Linked DNA regions of Gasterosteus aculeatus: regions 1 and 3 are each linked to region 2. The links are chromatin contacts, called in public Hi-C maps. All regions are on one chromosome and are shown on one strand. Each heading gives the region's core, a stretch centred on a gene start, on an enhancer-like site or on the middle of the called end of the contact. The rest is flanking DNA. Distances are from core to core; before and after follow the strand shown. Region 1 overlaps pde6a (phosphodiesterase 6A, cGMP-specific, rod, alpha). Region 2 overlaps arhgef37 (Rho guanine nucleotide exchange factor (GEF) 37). Region 3 overlaps ppargc1b (peroxisome proliferator-activated receptor gamma, coactivator 1 beta).

The links. Hi-C and Micro-C count contacts between places; a contact is called where the count stands out from the background.
Region 1: a contact with region 2 is called in a Hi-C map of skeletal muscle, with 5 times the contacts expected there. The contact joins two enhancer-like sites. A contact is called at or near these places in 4 of 6 Hi-C or Micro-C datasets (liver, skeletal muscle and whole body).
Region 3: a contact with region 2 is called in a Hi-C map of tail fin, with 3 times the contacts expected there. The contact joins two enhancer-like sites. A contact is called at or near these places in 2 of 6 Hi-C or Micro-C datasets (skeletal muscle and tail fin).

The regions. Positions count from the first base shown.
Region 1 is chr4:4,233,066-4,237,681 of fGasAcu3.hap1.1, reverse strand. It overlaps pde6a (phosphodiesterase 6A, cGMP-specific, rod, alpha), which reads left to right. Exons shown (of 24, transcript XM_040175242.2): 22 at 33-116; 23 at 329-488; 24 at 626-1,619. The coding sequence ends at 672. Among protein-coding and RNA genes, the nearest start is that of pde6a, 18 kb to the left of the region's middle. Within about 2 kb of position 3,076, at least 7 of the 9 cell types and tissues checked have open chromatin away from gene starts, as enhancers often do.
Region 2 is chr4:4,116,470-4,121,261 of fGasAcu3.hap1.1, reverse strand. It overlaps arhgef37 (Rho guanine nucleotide exchange factor (GEF) 37), which reads right to left. Exons shown (of 16, transcript XM_078101962.1): 16 at 4,062-4,792. Among protein-coding and RNA genes, the nearest start is that of arhgef37, 19 kb to the right of the region's middle. Within about 2 kb of position 1,526, at least 4 of the 9 cell types and tissues checked have open chromatin away from gene starts, as enhancers often do.
Region 3 is chr4:4,214,367-4,218,592 of fGasAcu3.hap1.1, reverse strand. ppargc1b (peroxisome proliferator-activated receptor gamma, coactivator 1 beta) reads right to left here. Exons shown (of 12, transcript XM_078101968.1): 4 at 9-134. Among protein-coding and RNA genes, the nearest start is that of pde6a, 37 kb to the left of the region's middle. Within about 2 kb of position 2,107, at least 3 of the 9 cell types and tissues checked have open chromatin away from gene starts, as enhancers often do.

The sequences.
Region 1 (4,616 bases), core at 1,827-4,326, 110 kb before region 2:
CCCCACTCTCTCTCTCTCTCTCTCTCCTTCAGCCCATGATGGACAGAACCAAAGCAGATGAACTGCCAAAGATGCAGTGCGGCTTCATCGACTTCGTCTGCGCCTTTGTGTACAAGGTCAGACGCCACATCGCATTCCCTGCAGAGTCAAGCAGTCGATGTCCTTCAGACGATGTGGACGTTGTTGGCCGTGTAACTTTGTGTAGCATGTCATCTCTCATTTAGCGGCTCCTGGATCAACATAAAAATTTGATTTGTGTTATATTTCCCGCGACATCTGATAAATGTCCGGTTGTGTTAAATTGGGGCGTGATTTGATTGGTCGGCAGGAGTTCAGTCGTTTCCACGTGGAGATCACCCCCATGCTGGACCGCCTGATGAACAACAGGAAGGAGTGGAACGCCCTGAAGGAGGTGCACGAGGCCAAAATGGCCGCCATCGAGGAAGCGAAGAAAGCCAAGGAGGAGGTTGCTGCAGGGGCCAGACAAGGTAGGGGGGGGTCTCAGTTCCACAGGGCCTAAATTTGCAAATACAAACATAGAGGTGTAAAAAAAGAACAACAATTAAATGCATTTTTAACCGTTTTGCCTTCCTTTCTGTTCTTTTTTCTTTCTTTCCTCCTGCAGGTGCAAGTGCAGCCCAGTCAGATTCAAAGACGTGTGTAGTCAGCTAAAGAGGCAGCAGGTTGCTTCAGGTCGCTCCCTGCCTGTGCTTTGCCGCCGCGGTCCGGCGTCGGCTTCTCCTCGGTTTATCCAGAGCGCAGCTTTTATTCGAGCATGCCGGTCTCCTCTTCTTCCCGTCTGCACTGCTTCTTCCTGGCCACCCTTTGATCCTGAACACCCCATAGTCTGCTTACAAAGAGAAGGTAAAAGGACCGTTTTTGTCAATGGAGTCTGGTGTTGTGGGAAGCGTCCCCGTCCCCCCGCATAGAGCGGTGTGAAGGGAAGATAAAGCAGTGAAAATGTTCTCAATCGGGGATTCGACTAAAGTTACGATGATACATTTATAAAGAAAATCAGAGTGCAGAGCCGGGCCTCCGTTCTGGTCTGTTAGCTACCGTTGCTAATACAATACGATAAGTAACTGACGTGACCCTACTTTAAAACATTATCCCTTTAAGTGTTTTTAATGTGCGCTACAGTTTCTAGAAGACGCAAAGTTCACAAAACGGTTCCTGTTCACTAAACATCACCGTGCGAGTAAAAATAGCTGTTACGCGGAAAAGTAGCAGATCGACAGAAATAACAAAAATTCCACTTAAAGTACGATGGCTGAACTTTCATCCAACAAACAACGTCAACTGGAGCATCTCACTGGGTCAACAGTCCAAGTCTGTAAAGCCAATGAAACTAAAGGACAATGTCGAACCGTGTCGCTGCATCGTTGCTCTCAGGTGTTTTGTAGTTAAAGCTTGCTCACGATAAAATGTTATTTTGAGACTTTTTTTAGCGTAACAAGAAGCAACATCTTACTCAGTTAACGTTCAATGTTGGAGTCGGTCGATACTGCGGATCAATACAAGAAAATGTATTTTTATTCAGTTTTACTGAAGTAATAATGTGGAGATGTGCATTTGCTTATTTGCAGATAGAAGTAAATATATTGTATTTTCCCACTGAATTACTTTGGTGTCTGTGTTTTTATTGTTGCAGTTTATTTTAAAGGGAGAGTTGAGTAGTTTTATTGTTTGCGTGTTTTTTGATAAATTCCGTCATAAATATGTCAAATGTGCTTAGTTTATCTGGAAAGAACAAAATAACATTTTAGCACCCCAAAATTTGAAAAAATAAAAGTCATACATATGTATGATATGGCAACGATAAGCAGCGTTGACTTGGTTCCATATGTATTTCCTTTGGAGAGGGATTTGCTTCTTTTAGTAATATTAGCACATGCTCAATGGAGCGACCTGCAGGCGGCCGACTGGGAGCAACTATGGAGAAGGACCCGTCGGCCTCAAGGAAGTTCTGGGAAGGCGCAGGAAGGGGAGGCGGGGGCTTAGCTCGGGTCGTGTTCAGCAGGGGGGAAGAACTGCGGACCAAACGGGGGATGGATGGTTGGATGGATGGATGGATGAATGGACGGATGAATGGACACCGGGGAGATGCTGTGGGCTCTGGACTGACTGGCGCAACATATGCATTAATACAGCCATTGCAGTATATGTTCCCAAAACCCCCCCCCCGGCGCGGCTCCGAGGTTAGCCACACATCCGTGTACATCGGACGCCGTGTTTGTTGAACTCTCACTGCCCTCCGTTCCGCTGCCAGGAGAATCTGTTTGGAAAAGTTTCGCGCTCTTTTCAACCGTGAGGGTTTACGGCCCAGCAGGCCTCTGACTGACAGCCGTGTGAAGGAGCGGTGTGGTGTGCAAAATGGATTTCCCCAAAAACAGGTATCCCCCCCCCCCCCATTGTGTCTCTTCAGCAAATTTCAAGGAAAATAGATTATATATTTCCAATGTTTTTGATTTTGCATGAAGGTTGTGCCTAAACAAACATGCCTGGAAAAATAAGGTTGACTACGTTGTGTTTATTACCGAAAAGGTGATTCAATGCCGCGGAGAAATACAAACGTTTTGTCGCAAACATGAATATTTATCCGTGTGATCGAGGTGGAATCTTCTGCAGGAAACATGCATAAGAGAGGACTTGCACAGCAGCTCACAATGCATCAACATCTGCCAGCTAGGCTTCCCATTAGCATGTGTGTGTGTGTGTGTGTGTGTGTGTGTGTGTGCACATGGTTAATTCTCCCACCTAGAGCCATACATAATACCGTTATAAAACACAACATGACCCCTGAGTGGGATAATGAAAAGCGATCACCACTGGAGCCACGATGGGGGGTAAAGGGAGGGAGGGGGCGGGCAGGACCGGAGCTAAATGCATCATCCCTCCCTCACGCGGCATAGTAACACAACGCCAGCATGGACGTATAACCTGCGTGTGTCGTCATCGGTGTGTGACGTCAGGCCGCGCTGGCAGCGCAAAGGATCGCCGTATATGGTGGTGATGATCGGCGCAGCGCGTAAAGCTCTGACGCAGCGCCGTCCCGTGACTGCAGAGAGAGGGAGAGAGGGGAGGAGGGGGGGGGAGCAGCAGCTGCAGTACACCCGGGGAGCCTTCAGCCTCGTTCCTGCACTGATCTGGGGGCAGTCGTGACTGCGGAGCTGCCAGCCGAGAGAGCGATGCGGGACTATTTATAGGATCGCCCGCAGTTTCCAAGCAGAAGAAGTCGCCTTTTTCTTTTTGCCGCCGCGATGTCGTCGAAATCAGCATTTCGTGACGCACGCACGCTCGTGCGTGTGTGTGCGTGTGTGTGTGTGTTGAATGGTGGCGCGCGGTGGTGGTTGCGCGCGTGTCGCACCACGGAGGGAACCAGGGACGCAGCTAATGACCGATTCCAGATCAGCTGAATTACTGTTTTATGAATTCACCCTGTTGACATATATTGACATTCCATAAAATGGTAACATGTTTACATGCATTGTTGTTGTTAAAAACAAAGTTTCCCAAGATGCAGCCGATCGCCCCTAGATTGTAAATAAAGTTCTGTGTGGTTTATAAATGTCTGACATGTGCAGGTTGTAACCACTGATTGTTGTTCATTCAATGTGTAAAATGCACAAATAAATCTACGTTACCTACTTTATTAGAGCCCACAGATTGATTTAATACAATGTTATCAACAGCCAATTTAATTTAATATACTTAATAGCCGGATTAGTAAATTAATCCCTGGAGAGACAAAAACAAAGGATTAAAAAACTGTTTCCAGTTTCCAAAGACAAAGGGGGTAATTAAGAGTGCAAAGCAACGACGTGACCCCTGTCATTTGTCCTTTCACGCCTTCCCTTTAGTGCACGCAGAACACGATGGCTGAGGACTCCCGTCACGGCAGGTGTGATGTGTGCTGCTTCTGCTCGGATCAACGTGTCTCCTGAGGACAGTTAAGAAGCTTATCCAACATCTCGAACAATACACGGACAGAACCAACGCATCGCCAACTGCAAGACGTTGGGTCCGCTGGCGTAACGGCAAATACCGCTGTGCTCAACCGGTCTGGCTCATAAAATATGTTCAAAAGGGTTCAAAACAAATCGCCTCAGGCCAAGAATGATGTTAATATCGCAGGTCACGACTAAGCAGCCGGAGATTAGTGATCTATTAACGCTTTAGGTAGAGCTCTTTGGTTCTGTCGATCTTCTGTGTGTATGTGTGGCACGAGGTCAGCATCCGCTGAATCTGACAGTTATCAGTGTGCTACAAGGTGACCTTTGACCTCATACTGCGTCCTGCAGTGGCGCATGTTCTCTGTCCAGTTAGTGTCCTGACAGACAACCATGTACAGAAATGTACGCCGATACACTGATCGGATTCGCACAGAGAGGCAGGCGTCCCACGGAGCAGAAGTGAGGGGTCGTGGGGGATGGTGGTGGTGTGTAGGGGGGGGGTTACAGTCGACAGTCGTGTTTCTGTCCCTGTCAGAGTTAAGCCGGAGCTCTTGGAGGATGACACCGCGTCTAATGACTCTGCACTGCGGAGCTGCTCTGTTTGCTGCAGTCACGACTGCCCTGCAGAAACAAGACGGCAGAGGACAGCGGGGGGACGGGAGG
Region 2 (4,792 bases), core at 277-2,776:
GTGAGGAATCCTGAAAGGAGCCGTGGAAATTTAATGAACAAGTGACTCAGAAAGCTGCTAACCAAGTCAATCTGCAGTGTGTGTGTGTGTGTGTGTGTGTGTGTGTGTGTGTGTGTAATGAGTTTAAACTGAGTCACTGCTGGTTTAGAGGACTGTGCACAACGTTGTTTTGTCTTAATATTGAACTGAGAGGGGAGTGGAGGGCGGAGAGGGTTAGCACTCTTTGCTCGTTTGGATGATTCTTTGAAAAAGAGACAAGTTCCCTAGTTTTCATTATCTCTGCAGCGAAAAATACAAACATCCTCCAAAACGTCACCGTGTAAAACTCTGAATACGATTTATCCTGAAAGGTGAGCTGGTACTCGGATAATTTATTAATGATAAAGTCGTGCAGGCGGCAGCTTCAATTCCTGGTGAGACAGATGTGAAGGGAAGGATATCAGTGAGTGTGTGTGTGTGTGTCTGTCTGTCTGTGTGTGTGTGTGTTCAGATCAGCCCTCTACATTTCCTCATGTGGGTTTGACTTTGGCCGCTCCAAATTTCAGACATCAGCTGTCACCTCAAAACACACACACACTCTTTACACATCTCCCTCACGTGTGCAGATGTTGCGTCGGATTTTTCTGCAGCCAATGCAGAGTGTGTGTGTATGTGTGTAGTCGCTCTTGTTTTTTTCTCTTTCCATTATAATTCAGCTACACACACACACACAGACAGGCTTCTTGCATGTGGCGGCGCAGATGGCCTCCTCTCACACCGAGGCTGCCATGAGCAACATGAACAGTTTGGCGACAGTCAACGTCATGATGCATTCGCTACTCGAACCTCAACCACCTTCACTAAATACACGTAATCCTGACCTGAGCATTGATGAAGGCCAGTCGCTCACAGCCGGACGGCCGCTGAAGCCAATGCATTCTCACTAGTGACCACCAGGGGGCGACTCCTCTGGTCTAATAGAAGTCTATGAAAAAATTACTCTACTTCTCTCTCGGTAAACTTCAAAGCTCTTTAAGTGAGGAGTATCCTCACTTAAATAATATATCCTCACCTTCCAAAAAATAGTAGTAGTTTGAGTTTAAGACGTGAGGTTTGAAACAAACCACAGTCCTTAAAAACACACAGTAAAACAGCAAAAATGTTGAAGATCACCTCATGCAGACATTTTATTCAGCAGATATTTTCAACTTCAAACTATGAAGCATAAGAGGAATAAGAGGAATATACTTCTTTTCAGGTGAAGCCTTCCCCGAAGCACACAAACAAACACCAGCAGCTCCAACGTATTACCGGGAACACAAATAGAACGAGACAAAGCAAACTGTGGTTCTTCTGACGTCACACCTGGATGCAGTTCTCCTGCTGCCCCCCCCCAGGCACCGGGTCCAAATGCGTCTATTTATAGCTCAGCATCAGCTAACGGACACGATATTTATAGCCCGAGATCTGTTCACTGTTACACACACAGACACACACAGTGCGCATCCTCCCACACGCGCGCTGGAAGGCATACGCTAGCGCACACACAGAGACACACTCATACATGTAGTCATTCAGAGGGTATCGGGTGCCTGGAGGAGTCCTGCTCCATTAAAATGCAGCCGACAGAAAAAGATGGCTGACGTAAGCATTAATGAGCACTGCACTCACACACACGCACAAACACACACGCACAAACACACACACACACACACACACACAGGTCATGGAAGTCAACAGAGGGGGATTCAAAATGTACATCGACTGCCATAAGATATTCATGCTTGACCATTTTTACACACAAAGCGGCCGTCCTGGCAGCGCGCCTTTACGTGCTTCAAACACAAACAGCGGGGGGCAGCGTTTGTTCACTAAGTGCCACTCTGAAAGGCCCTAAACCCCTTCTCCGTTTCACACTCCAGTGCACGCCGAAGCCGGCTGATGTTCCCCCTCGGAGACGCGCGGCACAAGAACTCATCCGCACGGCTTCCACGGGCCTCAGAGGCAGCGGAGGGACGCTGCGGCTAGTTAGCGGCTAGCTAGCGGCTGGCTAGCGGCGAGGGGCACATGCACGGAAGACGGGGCCGTTAAACACAAATTCAGTTGGTCACGCCAGATGAAGAATAGTTTGAATGTGAGTTTTGGATGTAGCCTTCAGTTAGCAACTCGAGACTCGAGGACGGCGCGAGAGCTGAGAGACGACATCAACGAACCCTGCGGACATCTTACGGACGTAAAAGAAAAATGTCTTCAACAGGAATCTAAATTAACATTCATACATCGAGAAAAGACATTAACGGTTTTCGTTCGGAATCCCACCGTGTGTTTTTGACATATTTTATCCAACAAAGGACAAAACCCGACACATCACGTCTCAGACTACAAACCAAAACCAAAAAGGTTCTTCTGTTCTTTTGGAAAGTTCTAACTGGTTGAAGCAAAAGTCCCTTTCCAGCTTCTGCTGAGGCTTCTACTGAAGAGGAAGAGCGTCTGACAGACACACAACCTCTGAGAACTGACGCCACAATCATTGTGTATCATTGTGTATCTCAACTCCTGCGCGTCGGTTTCATCCCTCCCGTTTGTGTTTTCACGTCATTAATACTTAATACACGTCAGAGTTTTTCCTCTCCGTCAGTGGGAATCGATACTGACAGTTCTTTGTCTCGCTTTGCCCATTTAGCATTTCAAGACTCGTCCCTTTACCAATTAACTCAGATAACGTCTGACAGGAAGAAGTGAACCAAAGGTGATGCACCCAAACACATACAGGACTTCTCCCATTAAGAAACATTTGCTGCTTTACATGCACACAGCAGGTGAGCGCTGCTGAACTCTCCCAGAAACAGAGAAACTAAGCCTCCCAGCACACAGCAGTGTGTGTCTGTGCGCGCAGGCCCCCCCTGGTCTGTTGTGAGTTCATTTCTGCACAGATGAAATAAGGTTCCACTCGCATCCGGAGAAAACAAAACGACCACAAGGCGGCTTAGAGAAAATAGGGGGCGGGTGAGTGTTTAAGAGTCGTTTTATTGTACACACTGAGGTGAGAAATACATTTTTTTTAAAAGGCAGTGGAGTTGAACCTTTGTATCCATCTCGGGAAGGAGATGAAGGGTTGGAGACGGCGAGGTAAACACTGTGTTGTTTTCCATTAGCGGGTGACGTGGTGACAGCTGCTCGCTGGGGAATTCAACCGGCTCTCGCCGCAGAGACGTTTACTCCAACAGCACCGTCCAGTCTGCAGGAGTCGGCCGGTTGCTGTGCCTTGCCAAAGGGCACCACGGTCGTCGGTGGAAACAAATGAAGATGTCTCGTAAGCGTCGGTGCATGGATACATCCACCCGGGATTCAAACCAGCGAGGTGTTTTTGCGAGGAAAATAGATGGATATCTAAAAAGGGTTTTGTTAAGTTTATGTAGTGTCTCATAGCTAACGCTGCTAACAGCGCTAACCTCACGTTACCCCGCAAAACCTCAGGTTACCTCGCTTCGTCTTTGGTTACTCCACGTAATCACACCTGACCTTGTTACCCAGGTTACCTCACCTGACCGGTACCAGGGGGCACCACCAAAATATATATATTTTTTATGTTTATTTTGAAAATTGAGCTAGTATTTGGTCCAGTTTTAGTAGTAGTAGTAACAGCAATAGTAATGATTGATTAATAACGGAAGTCACTTATCAAGCAAAAAATAACCTTCAACATCCTGTGAAAACCAGGTATCTTCAAAACAAATCAATGTGATAGTGAGGTTTTGGTACTTTTCCAGTTTTTTTAATGATGTGTCACAAGGGTGAAAAAGTGTTCCTGTTTTTTATTCTAGGTGTGTTATTATACCTTCAAACATGCAGAACACTAACAAGCTCCCTGAGGCGGCCTGATATCCTCACAGGCGAGCAGGGAGCGAGATCTTTCCAAGGATCACCTTGGGACACGCTTCAGGTTTTAGCAACAATCAAATTAAATCTCTGAGTGGTTGTTAACTTGCAATAAAAAAACGGATGTATTTATTGGTGCTGGGTATTATACATAACTTCCAAATGTGTGTAATGGTGATGTGAAGCGACATCAGGAAACTGAGCAGGTTTCTGTTTAGTTTTATTGAAGCCAAACATTCAGTTGCTGCACGTGTGTCTTTGTGTTGCGGTGCAATTTTCTAACTTTGGCAATTCTTCAAAAGACGTCATGCTTCACGGTCAGGCGCCTCGTGGCGTTAAAATAACATAAAAACAAGTCAGTAATTAAACAGAATATCACGAGCAGAAATGCTGCACACAAAACCAGATTACCAGCAGGTTAAACAAGTTACACTTCACACGCTGCTTTCACAGCAGGTTAATTAAAAAAATAAACCCGTTAAATATGTCACACATGAACAGAATGTGCAGCTTGAATACTGACGAGGAAAAGCAACTCAAACCGTCGCTCCACAGGCCAGCTGCCCCCTCTAGTGGTGCACGCCGGTGGGACGAGGCCTGTACGACACCAGCACACCTGGAGGGACCAGGTCACGTCACCTAAAATTCAATATTGACGCGTTACTAAAGACCGGTGGGATTTTAAAATGCTTACGAGTGCTGCAGGAGATGAGTCAGCGTTTAACACCTCAGTCAGCAGGGTTTTTCCTCTTGACGGTTTGTTCAACAATGTAAAACAGGCCAGACACAAACCCTCTGGTGAATCTTTAAGTGGCTTAAAAAGAGGGGTTTACTTTAAGTCCCTTTAGTGATCAGAAATGTTACAATGGAGATGTGTAAGTATCGTTAACGTTTCTGTCTCCACAGAGAATATTCCACGCAATGACCAAAGGCA
Region 3 (4,226 bases), core at 858-3,357, 97 kb before region 2:
CGCCTCACCTTGACCGGGGGTCTGGAGGGCCGCAGGTGCAGGCTTCTGTTGCTGTAGCGATGGCCGTGGACTCTGTCCTTGTGGGCGTCGGCGGCGGCGGGCACGTTGGGAGGAGTCAGCAGGAGTTTCATCAGCTGGGGGAGGAAGGAGGACGGGAGAGATCAGTTTTATTCTGTGTGTGGGAAATGTAATAATGTCTTTATGTGACCACATGGATAGAAAGAGGGGTGGGGGGGGGGGGGGGGGGGGGGTCATCCAAGCTCATTTCAATTTCTAATCTATATTCCGTCAGCTGTTAACTCCCTGCAGGATGGATGTTTGTACAAGGGAATAAAGGCAGAGGAGGCCACGAGGTCAAGATACTGTACATTTATCACTTCGCCAACGCTGACAGCCACGCGGCTCCTTCCCGTTTCCTTAGAGCAGCCGGATCCCGCCTCTCTCCCCTCTCTGCGATATCATGGAATACGACTTCTGCTCCTCAGTTAGCGGCCACTCCCTGCGTGGCCTCCTCATTAGGAACCAACACCCTCCTCCACCCTCCTTTGCTTCACAATTTTCTCGGACACTTGTCCTTCATCCTCGCCTCCTCTCCTTGAATCCTCATCCCGTTTCCTTTTTCTGTTTTGTTTTTTTCTCGCCTTCCCCTTTCCCACCCGATCCTCGTCTACTAGTCCTTCTCTCCGTCCACCCCCCCCCCCCCCCCCCACAGCTGTCTGTCATCTTTCCCGGGTATTACCTTTCAAATTGTTATTAACACAACTGCCCCCCGCCCCCCCTGCTGTCCGCTCATTGCTTTTTTCATCTGTCTATTCATCTATTTATTCCAGTGCCTGGCTTCATGACAGGGCTATCAGCTGATATGAATCAGCCTAGGGAGAAAATCCCCCCACTAAGCAGAGCAGCTTGCTACAGAAGAGGACGGTGTAGAAAGTACAGATGTGACGGGAATTGAGGATTGAATCGAATGATTCGCGGCACAGGAAGCCCAGAGGGCCCTGTGGTCACCTCGGGGGCTACAAGTCCATCCCTGCTGGGAATTTATACAGCTGTTTCATGTGATACGGCTGCCAGGGTGGAAGTGAGGGACAATCTCAATGATAAATTCATCCCTTAATTTATGTTCGGATGAGAAGTACCGGATCATTTGTTGCTAGTTAGTCAAGCTGGTAGAGCCTCAATGGAGCCACACTGTCACTAAATGCATTAAATGTAGAATAAAAAGGTCCAGACAGTCAGAACCGACTCAGCAGAAGAAAAACAGGAGACAATTGGACCCTTTATCTACTGTTACAATCATTAGCACGCTAGTTAGTTATGTGCTAACGCACTGTGCTAACGCACTGTGCTAACGTTAGCTCCACATCTTCAGCACAATCTCTGAACTCTCGTTCATTTACTGTACATAAATAAGTAATGGTTCTGTTTTAGTATGTTTAACGATACGTTGTGTGATTATTGGCTTTCAGAAAATGACTGACGGCACATGTAAGCACGCTACAAACATTATCCAGCCGCCTTGTTATGCAAAAAGGGGCTCAATGACGGCACCTGAACCTCTTTAAATATTGTATATATCAAGCGTGCCTACACTCCTCTGGTTCCTCTTCATTTAAGGGCTTCATAAAGTATCTCTGAGACTCCTCTTAAAACCAGTATCCATGCATACGTTTACATTTATGATTGAGACACTAAAGAGGAAACCCTTGAATCAATCCGATGAGACGTATAATAATGTGACTCTATGAAAGTCGTGCAGGAGGTTCATGGTTTACGTCAGTTGTTTGTCTACAGATGATTCTCCGGGGATTCTAGTTTATTCGTAACGCTTCAACGAGTGCGACAGTAATTGCGGAAAAACTCTCTGGGTCAAATGGCCGATGCCAACTTGGCTCAGAGCGCCCGGCGATGCTCCTCTGAGAGTCCCATTGAGGAGAATGAAGAGGAGACTGAAGGTTTGTGTCTGTGTGAAACACTGAAAGAGCCCCCACCCTCCGCCCCACCACCACCACCACCACCCCTCCACCCGCCTGCTTCAGGCCCCTCAAACACTCTACTCCACTCTGGACGCCTTCCAGAGCTGCACTGGCGGCATCAATGCAGGCCTTGTTCTGTGGTGGCACACACACACACACACGCACACACACACACCTACAGGGGATATGACACACATACACAGAGAAAAGGCCGAGGTATTTGCAGAGAAGTAGTGTAGTGTAGTGGTGTTGTGTGGTAGAATTAATCTGGTTCAAATTCTAATTTGAACTCAATTAATGTTCGAATATGGAATAAAAATTGTGATGGGTCACAAAAAATGTACAAACAATGTATTTTTTTACATGAATCCAATCAAGCTCTTAAAATGTCAAACAGATTAGCTTGTACACGCAAACACAAATACACAAGACACACACACACAAACACAAACAGTTTCCTCTCTCACCAATAGAGGGCAGCGATACACTCATGACCGAGCACATGAGTGACAGCAGTCATGTGACAGTGAACCACTCCACCGATGGAAATAAGGGATGGAGCACAAACACACACACACACAAAAACACACACGCACACACACACACACATCTGGCAGCGTCGGTAGAGTAAGCACCCTGATGTTGTTACACAAGGCTTTTCTGTGTAAGTGGATGTGAATGTCAGGTTGCTGTTTGTTGCCACTGATATAAACACAATGAAAAAGCCATGATGCACATTCACATTCGATGGAAGAGTTCTGCTCCCTGTTGGAACCTCTGACACGCTGGAGGTGAATGTATTTAGAAAGAAGAAGAAGAAAAACAGCGCTGATATAAATATATGTACTTGAAGGAGGCCAAACACTGCCATTAGAGCCATCAACAGCTGAGAGGACTCTATAACCTCCACACTGCTCTGCACTTTAGCTTGTTAGGATTTCACTCACTGTTACTGTACTGTTCATTTATATTGCACTCATTTCATTTAATTTAAGTTTTTTCTTTTACAACCTGCTCAGTTTTGCACTTTTCCTCCTCACCTAATTTCTGCCTCATCCGTACCTCATTTTTAAATTTTTTTAAATATTGTATTTTTATTTTAATTTTAAAATTGGTCGGCTTTCCGGAAAGGCAAGCACAAGAATTTCAATACACAGGGCGTGTGTAAATGACAATAACAATCTTTGAAACATCTATTTAAATAGTGAACAGCTGGGTTGCGGCTAAGTGGAGGGAGTAATAAATACAGTGTGACAGCTCATGACGCATCATGAGTAAAAATGAGAATGTCTCAAACTAAAAAAAAAAAAAAAAGAAGAGGCAAAAGTTAAAATGTGACTTTTCTTTCTGGTGCTTTGAAAAAAAAACAGCAGTACTTCTCATCAGTGGTTCACGTGACGACGATCTCCGGGAGCTCGGAAAAAAAAGCAATCGGAGGTGCGACTCGTCCCAAACTGCCTGCCTGGAGGCGCCGAACGCCGAACGCCGCACGCCGCGCTCCACAGAACCACTTCACAGGGAGCAGCCGCAGACTGACAGCCATAGTAGTAGTAATAGTAGTAGTAGTATGTGGTTGCGTGCAGGAAAATAGAGACGTGAGTGAGTGAGGGGGAACTTGGGGAAGAGCGGTCTATCTTGCCAGCTGTCAGGAGGAATGAGGCAACGAGCGGTTTGACGCAGCGCTCCGCGTCCGGGGGGAGTCGAGGCCTTTTCTGCTGCACTGTAACACTATTTCAGAAAGCACAAGCCGATGGGGGGGAGAGAGGGAGGAGGGGGGAGGTCACACACAGTGCCGGGGCGGGACGGCAAGGTTGCTTCCACCGATCTAGAAGGATCGGCCTTCACTCTGGTCATAATGCAGCGTACGTGCAGATAGCGACAGAAAGAAAGTGACAGCAGCCCCTTATTGTCCTTGTTCCCCGTATATTCAAAATCTAAATGTAAAGATCTGGACGTTTCAACCAGCTTTAGCTTAATGCCAAAGTCTGAGAGGAATGAACCAAAGTATTAATGGTTGGGAAAAAAAAAAAAATTCACAATTCATCTGGAGATGAACTTAAATATCTGCACCAAAATGTCCAGACGTGGTCTTTTTGCAGATCGCCTCCAAAACCTAAACTGACCCTCGATGACCTTTGTTTAAATCGTACGATTCGCCCGCGTCACCAAAGGCAACGCAGCTCCGTTGAGTTTTTACGCTTCCGGGCATCCGGCTCCCACAACAATCGCAGCGCACAAAAAAAACCCCGC